2 separate regions of the Hordeum vulgare genome follow, and region 1 is linked to region 2. Evidence: chromatin contacts called from public Hi-C data. All regions are on one chromosome and are shown on one strand. The core of a region is the stretch at or near the end of the contact, and the rest is flanking DNA. Distances in the headings are between cores, read along the strand shown. Region 1 holds the start of LOC123435965 (mitochondrial carnitine/acylcarnitine carrier-like protein). Region 2 holds the start of LOC123435949 (abscisic acid receptor PYL10-like).

Region 1 (4,588 bases), core at 1,067-3,566, 460 kb after region 2:
TCCTCGTTTAGTGTTTGTGTGAGTTACTATGCATTATCTTTTTAAATAATTAAGCATCGTACGGTTATTGTGTGAACAATTATTAAAAAAATAAAACGAATCAAGATTCACCTTGATAGTAGAAATTGCTCATGCCCGTTTCTTAAACCGTGACGGAGGGAGTAAAAAAAATAAAAGGCCATGTCTTTTTTTTTTGCAAAAATGTCATCCCAAAAACACACTGCCACCCCGCAGTTCGCAAATGTCACCCCTTGTCCTTCTCGCAAAAAGAAAGAAACAAAAGAAAAGGAATGCAAATTTCGTTCGATTCACACACATGTCTTGGTTTTCTGTTACAGAGGCAGGACTGTCCAAACAACGATAACTGAATCATCAGGGTGGAGGAACAATAACGAAGTCAAGAATGGCGATGGATGTGCAGAAACCAGCAGCCTGCTTGCTGGTCGCCTAGAGCAGGGACCTGGTCACCTCGTAGGCGAGGAAGCAGGCGCCGTTGGCCGGGACGCTGCGCGCCATGGCCGGCCCGAACCCCCTGTACAGACCCCTGGCCCCGTCGGCGGCGAGGATCTTCTTGAACGCGTCCATGGAGCCCGAGTACTTTGGGTTCTTGAAGTCGTCCACCTGGAGCACGCTCTTGACCACGTCGGTCGGGTACACGGACCCCCAGAACGCCGCGCCGGCGACCCCGCCCGCGAGGATCAGGGAGCCCCTGCCCAGCCCTGACGTGTCCTGCCCGCCGGCCATGTACTGCTTGGTGGCCTCGTAGACGCCGAACATGAGCGCGTTGCCGGGGATCTCGCGCGCCATTGTGGGGACCAGGCCCTTGAAGAGGCCCCGCACGCCGCCCTCGGACCGCAGCACGTGCCTCGCCACGTCCAGCGGCCCGCCGTACTTCACCGCGGCAGCACTGGCCGTGGCGGTGACGGTGGCAGCCGCGCCGCCTGCGGCTGGAGCGGCGGCGGCGGCGGCGGGAGCGGCGGTGGCGAGCGCGCTCTGCGCCTGCAGCCTGCACTTGATGAGCTCGGTGGGGCAGGCGAGGAAGGAGACGGCGACGCCGGCCCCGGCGCCGGCGACGACCTGCTGGCCGACGGTGAGCGCGGCGCCGGGCTCGGAGCGCAGCAGGGCCTCCATCTGTCCCCTGACGGTGAAGAGCACGGCGTTGAAGGCGGCGACGGTGGCGAGCGGGGCGCCCATGCCCTTGTATAGGCCCCGGGGCCCCTCGGCCGAGATGGTCTGCTTGACGGCGTCCATGGCGCCGGCGAACTTGGGCGGCTGGCCGGGCGGCGGCGTGGGCTGGCTCTGCAGCTTCACCTTGATGGTGTCGAACGGGTGGCCCACGACCAGCTGCGCCGCCCCGCCCACCGTGCCGGCGGCAAGGTCCTTGGCCACGTCCCCCATCTGCTCTCACAACAATTTGGATTAGGGAGGATGGATCCCGCTCAGTTTTCCCCAATGCTTTGCTTTGCTGATTTGTTTAAGTGGAGATAAGACACAACATGAACAGCTCAACAGCCTGTCAATGTTGGCATCCTATACGATACCGCTTGACCGGAAAAGATCCCGTCAAACCACAGAGGCCAGCAGCATCTTGACTGGAAGACACGAATCTCTATGCGAAAACCGCTGGCAAGAGTGAAACCACAGAGGAACGACCCTAAACTACTCCGTGAAAAGAAAAATTGTCTTCACTCTGCCTTTGGCTTTGGCCATTTTAAATGAAATTCAGGTAGGCAATGCGAAAAAAAAAACCTTATGAGATATAAACCCCAGAGGCACGACAAGTTTCAACGGCATCATCGCAATCCTGACACATACGCAGTCAGTACAGCAATGCAATAGGACGGCCTGTCTCAAGTCTCAACTAGAGCGCCAAAAAGGTTTGGATTTTGTTTGTGCCTCAAGAATCACAAGGCACATTCAGCAAGAGCTAAAAGACATCATCCAATCCGGTGAATCTGAAGAACTGCAATCCCACCCACCCAATCAGGTTCGAAGCTCTTCATGGTCTGCACATGAACAGGAAGAGCGGGCATTCCGGGGACGAAATGGAAGAGAAATTACCTTGACTCCGAGGCGAAATGGAGCTGAACTCAATCCGCCCTTCCTCCACCGAGAAGAAAGATGAGAAGAGAACACAACACCACCACCACCCAGCGGCAAAAAAATACAGGCCAGGAAGAAGGGAGAGGTGGTTCAGATGCCAAGCAAGCCCAGAACCACCCACCCACCCCTCTCACCAGACGATGCAACCCAACAAAACCACAAAGGCGCACCCCCATCGCCGTCAGAGTCAGACAATCGCTCCCTCACCATTGGATCGCCGTCGGATGGCCAATCCACTCCCAGCCAACCATTTCGACAAGCCAAATCACCAGCCACTACTACACTCACACATGACACACGCACAGCACAGGTAAAGCTCAACCTTTATTATCACCAACGATCCTGCCATTGCTGCCAGTCTATGCGAGGTTCTGAGAAACAATGTCGCAGCAAAGAAGAATGGTTAATTTTTCCTTTCTTTTGTCTGCCATGGATCCCAATTCTGTCTCAGTTGCTCCGCTTAATGCCGCTTCAGCCGCGTCGGAGAAGAAACGGAGGGCGGCGCCAGGACCTTGGGTCAGTCAGCCCATGGCCGACCGCGTGATCTCGTAGGCCACGAAGGTGGCGGCATTTGCCGGGACGCTGCGGGCCATGGCGGGGCCGAACCCCTTGTACAGGCCCTTGACCCCGTCGGCCGCGACGATCTTCTTGACCGCGTCGATCGACCCGGAGTACCTCGGCTTCTTGTAGTCGTCCACCTGGATCACGCTCTTGACGACGTCGGTCGGGTACACCGTGAGCCACAGCGCCCCTCCGGCGAGCCCCCCGGCGAGGATGAGAGAGCCCTGGCCGAGGCCTGACGTGTCCCGGCCGCCGGCCATGTACTGCTTGACGGCCTCGTACACACCGAACATTATGGCGTTGCCGGGGATCTCACGGCCCATTGTCGGGACGATGCCCTTGAACAGTCCTTTGAAGCCGGCGTCCCTTATGACATGCCTTGCCACATCCATTGGCCCTTTGGGAAGCGCCACGCCGGAGACAGCACCTGCTTCAGCTAAAGAGCTCTGGGCCTGCAACCTGCATACCAGCAAATAACTCAGCAGCTGTAATATGGTGCTATGTCTTACACCACTGTTCTTCAATAACACGTATGAAAATACAAATAACAAGTTAACAACTACTCCCTCCGTTCCTAAATATAAGTCTTTTTAGAGATTCCACTAGTAGACTACATACGGATGTATATAGACATACTTTAGAATATAGATTCACTCATTTTGCTTTGTATGTAGACCACTAGTGAAATCTCTTAAAAGACTTATATTTAGGAACGGAGGGAGTATATATACAAAGGCGCAGGCAGTCTTATTACATTTTGATTAAAAATAAGTTAATATCTAGCAGACTCCTAAGTTTTTTTAGCTATGCAGTCTTATTGCATTTGCCTTAAGAGCACTAGGAAATGAATCCTTCAGAGGATTTTTCAGTGACCCTAGAATCGACAGAAGCTACGCACTGCAACAATGAATCACATGGTGAGGGAAAGTCAGATAAACTGCGATACAGAGGAATACACACTTTAGATCCAAACGTTAATTGCCAGGGATTTTCTTTCATTGACTTCCTACTGACTAGAGACACGGTTCAGTTAGTTTTTCAACTATGCACCCTATTGCCATTGGTTATACATACAGGTGCCACTGCCTATATATGAAATTTAACTGATCTGAGTCGGGTGCTTTCTTAATATGTCCCTGTATTATAGAGCATTAATCCATAGTTGCAATGGATGATATGATGCAAGATAAACACACTGAACTGTGATACAATGGGATAATGGCAAGGAAGTACATAGCATGAATGACATCTAGTGTGTGTAGAAAAGGGCAACTTCAGAAAAGGATGAATATCATGACTTTACTGCATACATTCTAATCTCACATACAAAATCTCGGTGTTCGAATGAAGTGGAGATTAGATCAGATCATGAAGTAAACTGGATGGAAATTGACATAGTGCCACTTTGGTTACCTGCACTTAATCAGCTCTGTTGGGCATGCCAGGAAGGAGACCGCAAGCCCGGCACCAGCACCAGCGACAACCTGCTGCTTAACTGTCAATGGCACCCCAGGCTCCGATCTCAAGAGAGCCTCCATTTGGCCCCTCACAGTGAACAGGAGAGCGTTGAAGGCTGCGACGGTAGCGAGAGGAGCCCCCATTCCCTTATACAATCCCCTCGGCCCTTCAGCCGCAACTGTTTGCTTGACAGCATCAAAGGCGCCCGCATACTTAGGTAGCTGGCCTGGAGCAGGGCTGGGCTGGCTCTGGAGCTTGACCTTGATGGTGTCAAATGGGTGGCCAACAACCAGATTAGCGATCCCTCCGACGGTTCCGGCTGTCAAGTCCTTGGCAATGTCCCCCATCTGCTGAATACAATACAATGCAATCAAATTACATTATACTGTATTAAATCATGATTCATTCTTTTCTTTGCTCCATGTGAGCAGGATTTAGGAGCATATGTCCTTTCAGGATAGTTGCT
Region 2 (4,581 bases), core at 1,029-3,528:
GCAGTACTATTGATTAAGTGTGATTGTTTTCTTTTTCAAATTGTTACTCCATTTGGGTGACAACACGTGGATTCTGCTGGATTCTTCCCAAAGTCTCGCTTAGATAGCAAGGTTGAGAGCATGTTTTCTCATACTTAGGATCTATTTTGTGTATCACACACGATTCTCCGCATGTGACACGTGTCAAGATCTCGCATATCTCAACGTGCAATTTGACTAGGTCAACAAATTATCACGACATATTCTCATGGGCCATTTCACATAATTGTTGTGACGTTATGGTTTCTATCCCCGCCTATAAATAGTGCGATGGGGGAGCCTAGTGCTCATTTCTACATCGCATGCCTCTGCTTTATCTTCTTCCTCCAGCGATGCTTAGATCCAAGCCAAGATTTGTGTGCGCCGCCATCGCTCTCGGGGTCTATTAGACCCACTTGTTCTCCTTCTTGTAGTGTCGCCCAACTTCAAGCTCTTTCACTTGCGTCACTGCCGCTAGGGTTCGTCTGCCACTCTTTCTTTTCCCTCTTTCCAATGCAGCTCAGCTCCAAGCTTATTCGCTCGTGCCGCTGCCGCTAGGGTTCACCCCCCGCAATTGTTCTTCCATCGCATGTGTTACAGGACGATGGCCTCAAAACCCAAAGGTAGAGGGAAGAAGGTGGATTCATCATCTGTTCCAGATCCGACTGTCACCAAGCCCCTAGTCAATGCGAATTGCGCTAAGTCTCATATCTTTGAGCTCCAGCTCCGAAGCTCGAAGCTGACAGGTTGCTCCCACCCAAGGAGGAGATAAATTGGCGCACACTCGGAGAGGAGAACCAGCCAAGACCTAAGCAAGGTGAAGTAATCATCTTCGATAAACACATATCTAGGGGATTTAGACTGCTCGACTCTAGGTTTTTTCGCAATGTCCTTGCATACTACAACCTGCGACGTCAAGATCTCGCGCCAACACCATTCTCAACATTAGTAACTTCCAAGTGTTCTATGAGGATTATCTCCACATGGAGCCGGCTTTAGTTTGTTCTTTGAATTCGCCTATTGCAATGGACAAACTAAAACCAGCGGTGGTCCTTTTCTTGGAGTGTGGTGGCATAACCATCCAAAAGCGTTCGAATTGCATCTATCCCCATATAAACCTGGCAAATCACCCAAAGGGTGGCAAAAAAACTTTCTTCTACTGCAAAGATACCTCGCCTGCCAATGAAAATCCTTGGTCACATTATCGTGCCAACCAACTCATGTGGGATGAAAACATTAACTCGTTTGCACGCACCGAGAACGAATGAAGTTAGATCCCATCTTCATGAAGAAGGCCTTGCTGGCTCATGGCCTCAAGGCTGTAGATCTGACCCCGTGTTGGGTTGGATGGCGCATACAACCAATCAACAGTGCATTCTCGTCTATTTTGTTAGTACGCATACCAAGGAAAATTGTATTTTATTTAGAATCTTCACACTCGAGTAGATGTTTTCATGTAGCTCTTTTGGAGTACTATTGATTAAGTGTCATTGTTTTCTTTTTAAATTTTTACTCCATTTGGGTGACAACCTTAGACTGTAGTACATGTTTCCATGCATTATTTCTAAAGTTTGGATTGTAGTAGTAATGCAATTGTTTATGCCTCCTGTAGGTGTAATAGATTGATAATTTGATATAGGGAATATGTGTCTATCATCAACATTGTTGGTTGATGATGTGTATAACATTAATAAATCATGGATAATAGTTTCTTAATATCATTTTTCTCATAGATATTGACAATATTTGGATTGTTAGTCTTTCTAACACAATACAACAAAAGTTAAGTTTTGTTCTTTCTTGCTGAAAATCATTTTGCTCAAATGCATAAATGCGGTAGCAACTTCCAACATTGCTTCGGCCAACCTTCTTCTCTCAACAATCTACGATGAAGTTTAATAACGATTAAAAACATTATTTATAGCAAATAGTATCACGGAAACACGTGGGACATCATCTAGTAAATACTTCCTCCGTCTTAAAATAAGTGACTTAAAAGTGAGTCAACTTTGCACTAACTTTAGTACAAAGTTAAGTCATTTTAAGTCACTTATTTTGCTTAAAAATGAGGAAGTATAAGAGAAAAACCCTAAAATCCCAAGACAATATGAATATACCACAAACACAAAAAAACATTTTTTTTATTCCCTAGGTGAAGGGGTCGTAGACCAAGAGGGAGGGAGAGAGAGTAGAGAGAGAAAGCCCTGGTCCCAATTCCCCATCTCGGTTCAGCGTCTACTGCTAGATAGAGGAGTATTAAATGTACTAGCAGGCAGCTCACTCCCGCAAGGCTCCCCTCCATCTCACCCTGCTCCAAGCCTCTCTCTCGCACGCATCCCATCCCATCCCACCCAACCCCACCCGACCGCCCCGAGTCGAGTCCAATCGATGGAGCAGCAGCCTGTGGCGGCGGCGCCGGCGGCCGAGCCGGAGGTACCGGCGGGGCTTGGGCTGACGGCCGCGGAGTACGCGCAGCTGCTGCCCACGGTGGAGGCGTACCACCGGTACGCCGTGGGGCCAGGCCAATGCTCCTCCCTCGTCGCGCAGCGTATCGAGGCGCCGCCAGCCGCGGTCTGGGCCATCGTCCGCCGCTTCGACTGCCCCCAGGTGTACAAGCACTTCATCCGCAGCTGCGCGCTCCGCCCGGACCCCGAGGCCGGCGACGACCTCCGCCCGGGTCGCCTCCGCGAGGTCAGCGTCATCTCCGGCCTCCCCGCCAGCACCAGCACCGAGCGCCTCGACCTCCTGGACGACGCGCGCAGGGCCTTCGGCTTCACCATCACCGGCGGCGAGCATCGCCTTCGCAACTACCGCTCCGTCACCACCGTCTCCGAGCTCTCCCCTGCCGCGCCCGCCGAGATCTGCACCGTCGTCCTCGAGTCCTACGTCGTCGACGTCCCCGACGGCAACAGCGAGGAGGACACCCGCCTCTTCGCGGACACCGTCGTCAGGCTCAACCTCCAGAAGCTCAAGTCCGTCGCCGAGGCCAACGCCGCCGCCGCCGCCGCCGCGCCGCCGGCAGAATAACGACGGACGGATGCTGCCTGTGATACTCTTTGCTTTTTCTCGGGAGGGGGTTGCTTCGAATTGACGCATGCAGGGGCTTCGAATAGGTGTGATTCCTGAGGTGCTGCCTGTAATAAAACTCTTTCTATGGACTCCTCCATCCCCTTTCTTTTCCTTTCCTTGGAATTCTTTCACCTTTCTGCCGTGGTTGCAATTGGAATTCAACTTTGCATGTCCCTGATTCATAGCTCTGCTCGCTGCTACTGTACTAGATGATCAAGCCAGCTTATTACTCACTCAATCAATGTTCATTAGCTTGATTCATACTCTAGCTAGGGCCTTGTTGATCAATGATGATGATGATGAATTGAGGATGAATTACCACTTGTTGATCAATGATGATGATGGTGAAGAATTAGTACCTGCCGATCGATGATGTATAATGTTAAATGGCTGCATGATTTAGTGGAAAGTGGAAACTAGGAGCACTCTACTGTAAACTGTAGAAGCAGAGACGATATTACTGTGATCGATTGTCATGAGATGCTTGTTTAGTTGGTGTAGTTTTGTCTCTTTCTTGTCATGTTTTTCTGTTGCGTGTGCTCCGGGATGCATGCATGATTGTTTTTGTTTGGAACCGGCATGAAAACACAGTGGCTATCGACACTTGTTGCCTCTCTAGTTCCCTGGAGTAGAAAACAACACTACTAACATTTTTCCCAAGCCAGTTTGTGTCCATCACTGCAAAATTTGGTGAATTTATGTCCAACTTGTGCGTATCTGAATATGTTAGTACTACCAGCGACTGTAGCAGTCATATCATGTGAACGATCCATTTGTGTTAGCCGAGCCTTCCAGAAGCCATCGTTATCATGTGATGTGATGAATGCTATTGACATTTGTGTTTTACTCACATTTTTTACGATCAATCCATTGCTATTGCTATGTTGGTGCTTAAAGATTCAGACATGGAAGGAGAAAGCCAGTACAGTACCGCACAGCACAGTAGCAGCAAGAATGTAAGATGCTCTCATGAGGCCCGGTGATGAGCATCTTCCTTTTTTCTTTTTTCCTTTTCAATTCAATCTGTCCACCACCTCCTTTCCGGAGACAAATCAGTTTGGAACTTACCACAAGTGAAAAAACGAAAGATGCAGGCCGCCAAAGGGCTCACTAATGCAAATTAGGTGCTCCACTTGCCATTAGTGGGGTTCCCCCTCCACCAATCCCCTCGCCCCATTGTCAATTTGGCATCATCATGAGAGAGAAAAGGAACAATGACTAGATCTCCTACGCATCACCCTAATTCAGATTCTCTCTATTTCATCACGTTGACAAGGTTCTGGACAGACGCAACGCAGCACCATCGGGGGGGTCTGCTGATCGGCACAGCACCATCAGCGGAGGTTTCATTGATGGTGGTGGGCGCCCGGCGCCGGCGTCGGAGACGAGACGATCGAGACGACGACGACGACGACAGAGGCATTGAAGGCGTAGCGATGGATGGCGTTTCACATGGCGCTGTCTTTCAGACGGACATGGACCTGACACTCGCTC

The links. A called contact is a pair of places that touch in the nucleus more often than the background predicts.
Region 1: a Hi-C map of seedling shows a contact between it and region 2, with 4 times the contacts expected there. The contact joins the promoter of LOC123435965 here to the promoter of LOC123435949 in region 2. A contact is called at or near these places in 3 of 6 Hi-C or Micro-C datasets (leaf and seedling) and 1 of 1 datasets of contacts at active chromatin or transcription factors (embryo).

What each region holds. Positions count from the first base shown.
Region 1 is chr1H:352,520,145-352,524,732 of MorexV3_pseudomolecules_assembly, forward strand. It overlaps LOC123435965 (mitochondrial carnitine/acylcarnitine carrier-like protein), which reads right to left and starts at 2,317. Exons shown (of 2, transcript XM_045115602.1): 1 at 2,062-2,317; 2 at 288-1,398. The coding sequence starts at 1,398. The coding sequence ends at 448. It overlaps LOC123435981 (mitochondrial carnitine/acylcarnitine carrier-like protein), which reads right to left. Exons shown (of 3, transcript XM_045115604.1): 2 at 4,078-4,472; 3 at 2,408-3,123. The coding sequence starts at 4,469. The coding sequence ends at 2,625.
Region 2 is chr1H:352,062,858-352,067,438 of MorexV3_pseudomolecules_assembly, forward strand. It overlaps LOC123435949 (abscisic acid receptor PYL10-like), which reads left to right and starts at 2,279. Exons shown (of 1, transcript XM_045115601.1): 1 at 2,279-3,402. The coding sequence starts at 2,407. The coding sequence ends at 3,045.